Regions from separate parts of the Mus musculus genome. Here region 2 is linked to region 1. A link is a contact called in public HiChIP or PLAC-seq data. All regions are on one chromosome and are shown on one strand. Each heading gives the region's core, a stretch centred on a gene start, on an enhancer-like site or on the middle of the called end of the contact. The rest is flanking DNA. Distances are from core to core; before and after follow the strand shown.

The links. HiChIP or PLAC-seq counts read pairs in DNA pulled down with a chosen protein or histone mark.
Region 2: a contact with region 1 is called in an H3K27ac HiChIP or PLAC-seq map of microglia, with 6 times the contacts expected there. The contact joins two enhancer-like sites. A contact is called at or near these places in 1 of 115 datasets of contacts at active chromatin or transcription factors (microglia) and 1 of 9 other capture datasets (embryonic stem cells).

Annotation. Positions count from the first base shown.
Region 1 is chr10:117,449,460-117,454,736 of GRCm38.p6, forward strand. No RefSeq gene overlaps it. Among named protein-coding and RNA genes, the nearest start is that of Gm51783, 4.4 kb to the right of the region's middle. Within about 2 kb of position 2,937, at least 63 of the 459 cell types and tissues checked have an H3K27ac peak or open chromatin away from gene starts, as enhancers often do. A contact at or near this core is called in microglia, where this site is marked.
Region 2 is chr10:118,095,355-118,100,631 of GRCm38.p6, forward strand. No RefSeq gene overlaps it. Among named protein-coding and RNA genes, the nearest start is that of Mdm1, 44 kb to the right of the region's middle. Within about 2 kb of position 2,742, at least 57 of the 459 cell types and tissues checked have an H3K27ac peak or open chromatin away from gene starts, as enhancers often do. A contact at or near this core is called in microglia, where this site is marked.

The DNA.
Region 1 (5,277 bases), core at 1,687-4,186:
GTATTATTTTATTTTATGTGTATGAGTGTTTTGCCTGCATGTATGTCTATGTACCATGTGTGGCTGGCTCCCAAAGAGGCCACAACATGTCATATCCCCTAGAACTGGAGTCACAAATGATGATGAGCCACCATGTGGGTGCTGGGCATTGAACCCATGTCCTCTGGATGAACAGCTAGCGGTGCTAACCACTGAGCCATCTCTCCAGTCCCAACTATTAGGGTTCTTAATGATAAATGTGTATTAGTTCCTTTTTTATTGTGATAAATACCATGACCAGGGCAAGTTATAGAAGGAAGAAGGAAGAGTTTATTTGGGGATAGGGTTCCAGGAGGAGAGTCTATAATGAGAGGGAGACACTGTGGCCCAGAACTGAGAGACCTCATCTTCAAATGAAAACACGGAGCAGGATGAACTGGAGTGGGGCCAGACTGCAAAGTTCAAAAGTCTGCACCCAGTGATGTATACTTCCTCCAGCAGGCTTTGCCTCATGAAGAAAGGTTCCACTTCCTCCCAAAAGAGCCACCAGCCAGGAGCTGACCAAGTGTTTAAATAAGTGACCCTGTGCAGCAGGTGGAGGGGACAGTTCTCAGTCAAACCACCACTATGTGTGAAAGCATCTCTCTTTCGATATCTTTGGGTTAAGTCCAGTCTCCAGAGAGAGCCATTTATCTACAGTCACAAAGTCTGTGTGAGACACCCTGTGTTAGGAGCACCCACTTTGGGCATACTGAGGACCCACTATGGGCAGATGTCAGAGACTCACAATAAACAATCTTTAGCAGTTGTTGTATGGAATGCAGTTTTCCAAAAATTTCTATAGTTCTATGCTAACCTATTCTTGTTAGCATTCTATCTGGACTCTGCCCCCACAGTTACCTGGCAACAACCAGGTAGGCTCCTCCCCACAGTTACCTGGCAACAGCCAGGTTGCCTGGCCCAACCGCTGCTTGCCCCCTCCTCTCTTTCTTACTCCTACTTCTCTCCCTTGCCTCTTGCTCCCCCTCTCCCCATTCCCTTCCCACTCTCTCCAAGTGGTCATGGTCATGGCTAGCCTCTATACTCTCTCTCTCTCTCTCTCTCTCTCTCTCTCTCTCTCTCCTCCTACTACTACTACCCTTTAAACTCCCTTCCCCATGCCCTTAATAAACTCTATTCTATACTATACCATTGTGTGGCTGGTCCCTCAGGGGGAAGGAATGCCTTGGCATGGGTCCGCTGAGGCACTCCTTTCCCCCACACCTACATAGAACATATCTCTCCTCTCTTTATCTTTTTATAGTCACAACAATCCTGGGATAGGATTGCCAGAAAGGGAGACAAAACCTGCCCAGGCCTGCCACAAGGGCCCTACTCATAGAATGTAAGGAGTGCAGGGGAGAGCTGCTGAGGTCGGTCTTCTACAGACAGGAGGTCTGGGCTCCTTGGGAGTCAGTTCTCAGCCAGGTCTTCCTGACTCAGTTTGTGAGTAGGGATCCCTTGTTCAGCATCCATAGTGTTAGACCTAGTGGGGAAACCCCTACCCAATTCCCAATTCGGCGTGCACCCAAAAAAATCACAAAGGACCACCATCTTGATGTAAATACATGAGGACGTTTAATTACGGAGCTCCGGACTGACATGTATCTCACACAGGAGATAACGGATGTCGGCCACGAGGCTCGAAAGCTAGGGGTTTTTATGGGGTAAGGGGCTTAGGGGTGTGGAATTCAGCATAGTGACACACTATTAGCTTATTTAAACATTAACAGAAAGATTACATGTTAGCAAAAGGGCATCAGGACTTTGTTCCTGTGGGCTGGGGGCTTATCTTGTTCACATAGCAACCAGTTGATGTATGACTTTACCCAGTGTCAAGGGGCAGTAGACAGAGGGGAGGTTCGGGCCAGGTGGTGTTGACCCAGACAAGATAGCCCTGCTTGTACAATCAAGCTGTTCTTAGGAATGTCTTAACAGCCCTGTCTGTTCTGCTTTGTTCTCGGCCCCAGGCCGCGGGCTCATAGACAACTCTTTTACATGAATCACAAGTTACAAAATCTCATTTTCTTTCAATAGGAAATGGCAAGCTACAGTAAAAGTAGTGTAGCTTCACTCCGACCTCCTACAACCTTCGAAAGTTATGCAATTATGGCTCAGTTGGTAAAATGGCTGCCATGGATGTAGCAAGCACATAAAAAGCTATGCCTGGCCGGGCGTGGTGATGCACACCTTTAATCCCAGCACTCAGGAGAAAGAGGCAAGCTGATTTCTGAGTTTGAGGCCAGCCTGGTCTACAAAGTGAGTTCCAGGACAGCCAGGGCTATAAAGAGAAACCCTGTTTCAAACAAACAAAACAACAACAACAAAAAAGCTATGCCTGGCACCGCAGTGCCTTGGTGGTAGACAGGAAGGGTCATGACCTTCCTGGCCTGCCGATTTTGCCAAATCAGTATCCTCCAGGTTCTGTGAGAGACCTTGTCTTAAAAAAAATTAAGTGAGTACCAGGCATGGTGATGGGTGGTACACACCTTCAATCTTAGCACATAGACAGAGGCAGGCAGATCTCTGTGAGTTTGGAGTCAGCCTATTCTATGTAGTGAGTTCCAGGACAGCCAGGGCCTCATGGTGAGCCCTTGTCTCAGAAAGAAGAATTGTGGAGAAGAGGCCTATGTGGACCTCTGGCCTACACACACCCACCCACACATACACACACACACACACACACACACACACACACACACACACACAGACACCACAGAGATTTTTTTATTGGTAAAAAAAGATTCTACTAGAATCAAGTGTCTAAATAATAGGATTTAACCAAGGGGATCAAAAGGGATTAGAGTGAAACACCAAACCCACGAAGACAAAGAAAATCGAAACCAGAAACCACTCTCTCCCCACTTCCTGCTGGCTCATTTCCAGGTGCCTTTCTGTCTGGTCCCATTGTCTTACTTACTTGATAATCTCCCTGGGCCAGGAGGGTGTTGATTTAGAGCACCTCCTACTCCGACTGATAACAGCCTCCAGGCCTTCCATGCTCTGTGGGGTCTTCTTCAGCCTCCTAATGGCCCACCCGCTGTGCTTTCTGTTACAAATGTGAAAACCTTCATCCCCGCTAACCTACCAAGTGGTAAGGTGTTATTTATTGAACAGATACCAGGAGCACATGAAGGGCCGGGGGCACAGCTCTAAATGGTTGGGGAACCTCAGAGAGCCAAACAGATAAGAAACCTGCTCTTAGCTGCTTGTATCTTCCTGAGGTGGGAGAGGGTGCCCAGAGAATACTCAGAAACACAACAAGCAAGTGTAAGGTGTACTTGGCAGGTGGGCTATGGGAAAGGTCACAGTACAGGGATGGAGGAGGGCACCTGATTCTCCCCTGTTATCAGTGGGAGGCTGCAGTGGAGCAAAACACCCCCAGTCCAGATCTGCCCAGCTTCTGCCCTAATTTCCAGTTTGATCTATCTGGGACCCTTTCCTTGATCTCCACTGAAAACAGGAACGATGTTAAGTGCAGCTAGGCACGCATATCCTAAAGCCGGACTATTTGAAACAGATTTCCAGCTCAGCAAAATGCTCCCCTTGGACCAGTAAGCTGCTCTCTGCTAATAAAATTTACCTGTGTCACAGGTTATGGAGAGGGTGATGTCACCCACGGAGAGAGTGATGTCACCCATGGAGAGGGTGATGTCACCTATGGAGAGGGTGAAGTATGTTTAGCATAAGATGAGCAGAGCTGAGCGTGGCACAGCGGGGCAGATGTCACATTAAAGACAGAATGCCCGAACTGTGGGGTGGAGGACAGCGTCTGCTCAGAAAACGATGGCAGGGTGAGGTTGTGCGACCCATTTCTACCCTTCAACAGCTGTACAGCCTGCTGTGTGGGCCCCCCTGCTCAAAGCCCGAGGCTATGCCAACATGAACACAAGCATGCCTCTTCTTGTATCCATTGGTGTGTTTCCGAAAACCGCTCTTGGTTTTCTGTAGTGAGGAGGGTGGGGGGTTGTTTGTTTAAAACTTTATAAACAGAAGAATTTTTTAAAAATCTTATAGTCACTGTAATTTACATGGTACAGGGCTGGCACTGACAGGTCCCTTCAATGACAAGTCCGTTCAATGACAGAGAGTTTGTCTGAAGCCCAGGCTTGGGTCTCCAGAATCTCTGCACCAAACCAATTGTGCAGTACATTGATCACTACTGATGGAGAAATAGGAGTTACCTTTCTGTTTTCAAGATCTATCTATCTATCCGTCTATCTATCTATCTATCTATCTATCTATCTATCTATCTATCCATGAGATCTTAGAGTTGAACAACAGGAAACTATACCAGTGTTCCAAACCACCTGGCAACTGTCAGATGTTGCCAGTCACAAAATCCACTTCCAATAAGATGCCAGACCTGTCAGCAGCCTTGGTTTGGGAGGTTCTTAGGGACACTTGCTACTGGCAATATGCTGGCAAGCCTACCATGTTCACAGCTTGTGTGAAAAATATCACCCAGGCACTTCATGTCCTGTTGCCCGACGACCTCCAACTGCTGTCCTGCCTCCCTCAGGGGGATGGGGTTAGCAGAGGATATCCACTCACAATGAGATGTCTCACTTTCTGCGTTCAGATGAGACAATTCTCACTGTTTTCTTTAGTAAGAAAATGTTTCCCGAGAGAATTCTTCTTCTTACCACATCATTGAGCTCTAAGAGAAGTTAGTATCTCTCAATGATGGAGACACACTCTTCAAGATCTAGGCTGGCCTGGTCTACATAGTGAGTTCCCTGTCACCCAGGGTGTTACAGTGAGACCCTGTCCTTTACCGAAAGCAGCCTTCATTTTAATTTGGTGTTGCTTGGCCTGTACTGTGGGGCTGTTAAAAGCCACACCCATAGCCTCTGTAGAAGAAATAGATGGCAAAAACTTCAGTAGAACATCGAGGGTGGGGCTGGAGAGATGGCTCAGCAGGTAAAAGCAATGACTGCTCTTCCAGAGGTCCTGAGTTCAAATCCCAGCAACCACATGGTGGCTCACAACCACCCGTACTGAGATCTGATGCCCTCTTCTGGTGCATCTGAAGACAGCTACAGTGTACTTGTGTATAATAATAAATAAATCTTTGGGCCAGGGTTGACCGGAGCAAGCAGAGGTCCTAAAACCTCAATTCCCAACAACTACATGAAGGCTCACAACCATCTGTACATCTACAGTGTACTCATATACATAAAATGAATAAATAAATCTTAAAACAAAGAAAAAGAACATTGAGGGTGGATGAGATTGACCAGCTTGTCTTAGGAAGGA
Region 2 (5,277 bases), core at 1,492-3,991, 650 kb after region 1:
TCTTTACATGCTTGTCCCCTTTCTTCCTTCCTTCCTTTCTCCCTCCCTCCTTCATTTCCTTCCTTCCCTTCCTCCTTTCTTCCTCCCCTTTCCTGCCTCCCTCCCTTCCTTTCCCCTTTCTTCTGCTCTCCTTCCCCTCCCTCCTTTATCTCTTCCTTCCTCTCCTTCCTCCTTCATTTCTTCCTTCCTTCCCTTCCTCCTTCATTTCTTCCTTCCCTCCCTCCTTTCTTCCCCCTCTCCGTCCTTCCCTCCCTCCCATTCTCCCTCCCCTCCCTCATTCCCTCCCTCCTTTCTTCCATCCTTTTCTCCCTCCTTCCCTCTGCCCCTTCCCCTCCCTTCCCGCTCTCCCTTCCTCCTTTTCCTTCCTCCTCCCCTGATTCCTGGCTCCCATCCTTCTTTCCTTGCTTCCCCCCTCTTCCATGGAACCATTTATTTAAGAAAGTTATCCAGCACTTGCTAGTAGAGACAAACAATACACTGAAATGTGACAGTTCCTGCCTTTGTGGCCTTAACATTCAAGCCGAGAAGACAGATTTGAAAGAAATGCAAATTCAGACAAATTTTTGGGTCATGATGGATATTTCAGAGCAAAAGAGCAACCTCCAGGAAGTTTTGGCTAGGGTGACTGCCCCTTTCCTATTTGCCCCTCTTATGCCTGTCAGACAGGCCTTCTAGTTCCTGGTGTCTATGGTTATTCCTCACACTGGAAGATGAGCTCCACCATTGCAGGGTCCTGCTCCTCCTGCTGTGCCCTGCTGTGCCTGGCCCGCGAGTTCAGCAAGCAGTACTCCTCAGGAAGCCATTGTTGTCCGGATGTATGAACGGAGGCTCATGGGAGGTGTATGTGTGAAAATGTGCAGACAGAAGAAGTGCAAAGGAGCCTGGGTCAGGGATATGGGCAGAGGAGAATGTGCACCGCATTTCACAAGTATGCAGATGATCAGAAAAGGCCAAATTGGCAGAAGTGAGAGGAACAGGAACAGTGACATCAGGGGAGGTCACAGGCCACAGAAGAGTTTGGATTTCATGATGCGAAACTTTGTCGTTCTTGCAAGCTTTTGTTCTTGCTTAAAACTTTGTCTTGATTAGGCATGAACATGTGGCTTCCTGTAGTGGCAGAGGTGAAAACTGTATCGTACAGAGGTGCGTGGGCTGAGGAATCCCTACTCTGAGTTCTTGATTTGTCTTTACCCTGTGACCTATGACCTCTCTTGCAAGCTCAGGGACCGAGCTCCTCCCAAGCCTGTTGTCTTAAGAACTGATCAGGAAGCACTGCTCTTGGCTGCCTACTAGAACTTGACAGTAAGACCCTGTGGATGAACACACCACCTAACGCATTAGTCACTGTCTTAGTTAGGGTTTTACTGCTATGAACAGACACCATGACCGAGGCAAGTCTTATAAAAACAGCATTTAATTGGGGCTGGCTTACAGGTTCAGAGGTTCAGTCCATTATCATCAAGGTGGAAGCATGGCAGCATCCAGGCAGGCATGCATGGCACAGGCAGAGCTGAGAGTTCCAAGTCTTCATCCAAAGGCTGCTAGTGGAAGACTGACTTCCAGGCAACTAGGGTGAGGGTCTTAAGCCCACACCCACAGTGACATGCCTATTCCAACCAGGTCACACCTATTCCTCCAAATGGTGTCACTCCCTGGTCCGAGAATATACAAATCATGACAGTCACCAGCCATGGAGAAACCAGTTTGGTGCTGAGCAGGGGTTTTCTTCTTGTTAGCCAGCTTTCATAGTACTGGGAGATGCTGTGAAGGCTTCTAAGGGAAAAGGTCATGGAGTGATCCAGCTGTGCACAGGGTTACCCAGCTTTGCACTCTGTTAAGTGCAGTGATGATCAGCACGGATAGTCAGGCCTAGGAGGGTAATAGTGGCATAAATGCTATGGGGCAACCAACTTCTTTCTGATTGGATTCAAGGCCCATTCTATAGGAGGAAACATATATGCCTGGTATTAAGAATCCATGGACACTCACAGACCCTGCTGGTGGGGAGACTTATTACTGTCATTCTAATAACTGGACATAGTAAATATTATATTATTCTGATGAATGGGTATAGTATGGAACTATCCTCTAAATTCATCTCTCACTGTCCACAGATTAACACATTTCTCAGACCTCATCAAAGAAGTTTGTTTGTGCGGTGGATGGTGATTAATATAAAAAACTCACAACTGATCAGAATTCAGAGAATAAGTCAATGTAGTGTTAAAAACAAGGCTTAATTGAACCCTGCCCCCCCCAAAAGACTCAGTGACCACGGTGGAATAAGGGAAAGAAAGACTACAAGCAGAAAGCAAGTATGTGGCACAGCACACCCCTGTGATACCTCCCCGGTTCGTATGTGCAACTTCCTCTGGCCGACCAGATGGGGACTCATTCCTGAAGGGGTCCAGAGTTGCTGCTTCAGATCATAGTGGACTCAACTCAGACTTGGCAGATTGGAATCTTAACCTCAAATGTAAAATTGGGGATTCCCTAGAGCTCTGCTTTTGGCCTACTGATGTGGATTTATTGTATCCTGGATTATTTTTTTCTCAGCTCCTTCATGAGTCCAGGGGAGAGGCTCAGTATGGGGATTTAGCCTCCGAGGAGCAGCAGAAACCTTTCACAAGGGATATTTATGGGTCACTGGCTGATGAAAGGCATGCGGTTAGGTCCTTGAGACTTAGAGGTCAGATCTGGGGAGTTGTCTTCCTTCTGGCTTCTGACCCTAGCAGTTTCAGTGCATTGGTCAGCAGCCCCGCAAGTGACCACAGCTTCCTCTCACCCCACAGCTGGCTCTTCTGGGTTCTGACTATTTCATTACAGACAGCTTCCTTCTTGTTCCCCAACCTGGACCCTCCCATTGGCCTTGGCTTCCCCACTAGTCAGGATACTAACATTTGTAAATTCCCCTTGGGTTCAGAAACTTACTATCTGATCTGGAGGAGGCCATTTCCTTCCTTCTGATCCTGGGCCCAGAGCAAACTGGGAAATTCACAGGATCCGTAGAGCCAGAAGGTATGGAAGTAACATAGGAGGGCTGGCTACCTTTATGTCAACCTGACACAAACTAGAATCATTTGCAAGATGTAACCTAAACTGAGAAAATGTCCCCTACTGTAATGGCCTGTTGACAAGTTGGAAGGCCCAACTCATTGTGAGCAGTGTAACCTCTGAGGAGAGCAAGCCGGTAAGCAGCACTGCTCTGTGGCCTCTGCATCAGCTCCTGCCTATGGGATCCTGCCCTGACTTCTCTGGATGATGGACTGTGATATGGGACTATAAGCAAAAAATAAAACCTTTCCTCCACAGTTGTGTAAGCATATATACTTTAATACTTACTTTAATAAGGTTCAACCCCTCCCTCTAGCCCACCACCCACCAGAGGTAGTGGAAAAGAAAGGTTATTAGAATATGGGGGAAGTGGACCTGTTTAGAAACAGTTCTTTGGGGGGTAATTCCAATCTTTATTGCTCTCAGTCAGTCCACGAGCAAACACCAAACATGAATCAGCAGCTGCCATCCAGTCCACTCGGCAGACACCACACACGAATCAGCAAGGGCAGTTCAATCCAGGAAACCTCAAGGCTCACCAGTCAACCAGAGTCCGTGAAAGCATGGAAACGATAAAAAAAAATTGAGGGAATCTCACAAGAAATTCTTTGGCGCTTTTACTTCTATGATGTCACCACACGCGAAGCTCAGCAACTCAGAGTAAGGTGAACCAATACATGGATGTGGTCAGTGAAGACAAGTGAGACGGAGCAAGGTGAACCAATGATCGAGCTTCCACTGTCTGTGGGGTCACATTTATATTCTTTCTAAACATCATGTATCCTTTCATGTGTTTTCTAAAGCAAAATATCATTTCACCTGTGTCTGCTTCAGCAAACTATCATTATAACCAGAAATTTCCACTTTAAGTTGCTTTTGGCCATGGTGTTTTATCACAGAAATAGAAGCCCCGCTTAAGACAACAGAGCAGACCCAAGAGTGAAAATAGAAGGTAGCGACTCAGGAAGACGACATTGATCCTCTCTTCCTGAGCCAGTGATCCTGATCTTACATAGCTTCCAGCACTGTGCTAAAGCAACAGTAGACTTAATCGGGCACATGTTTAATAGAACCCTGGATTGTTGCAGAGTTACATGGCAATTAGGCTGCTTCCACGAGTGATTTGCTTATTGATTGATGTTGTTCATAGGTGCCTCGGTAGAGAGAGAAGCTCACCAAGATGCTAAGCCTTCATTTTCTGAAGGAGCAGAGGGGTACAGTCTCTCTGGGAAGACTGACACCCAGCTAGCTCACTCCAGTTACTTTATTCAAACATCATACAAGGTTAATTGGAGCTGAGAAAGACTCCATCTACCAAAGTTATCATGCCCTTTTCTGCTCACGATGGCAAGCAACCCACACAAATCTCAGTCCCTTTTGACCATGGTTAGCTATAATCAGAGGTAAGAACTCCAGGTTTGTAAAGAGCGTCTTAGGACCGAGATCAGTACAGCTGCAACCTCCCATAAAGCATCGAGTGCGGACCTACCAGAGAAACAACATTTCTCCAAGGTTAAAAAAATCTCATAACAATTTTCCAGCCTGTAATTGTTGACCCAAAGATATTAAAGGCTTTGCTGGAACATTTCAAAGTCAGACACAAAGGCTTTACTATACATTTCATTGTGTTTGCCAATATACCAGTTCTTTGAATCAGTTAAACCATACTTTGCTCCTCTCTGCCTACTTTGCTTCTCTAGTTGGGATCACTGGCCCTCACTGGTAATGTTGTCTTTATGCCACACAGGCACAGTGGACTCTACAATGACTCTTGCTCCAAAGAGGAAAATGGGCAGAGCCCATACATGTAATTAAGAAGGGTAAGGTTCAGCACTGTGTTCCCATCCTGGTGTTTGGCGTACCATTTGTTCAAGAATAATAGGCACCATCCCTTAATTACTCCCACTGAACGCATGGGAGGTCTTAGACGCTCACCTGCCCACAGGGAGGCATGGCTGTGCATTCTTAAAGCAGAGTAGAACAGAACTCTGAGTCCAAGGCTTGGTGGTCTTAAGACTGGGGTAGTGATGTCAGTGGCGAGAGGATGCATGTTACAGAAAGGACCATCTTCCGGCTTAATGTGTAAAGTGGCACACTGATTCGTCTGAGAATATGGGGACATTCCCAGACTAATAGAATCCCTGACTAAGTCAGTATCAGAACCTCTGAGTGACCTGTGGAAAGGCGGCTTACTTCAGGAAGAGGGAGTAGCAGTGGGGACAC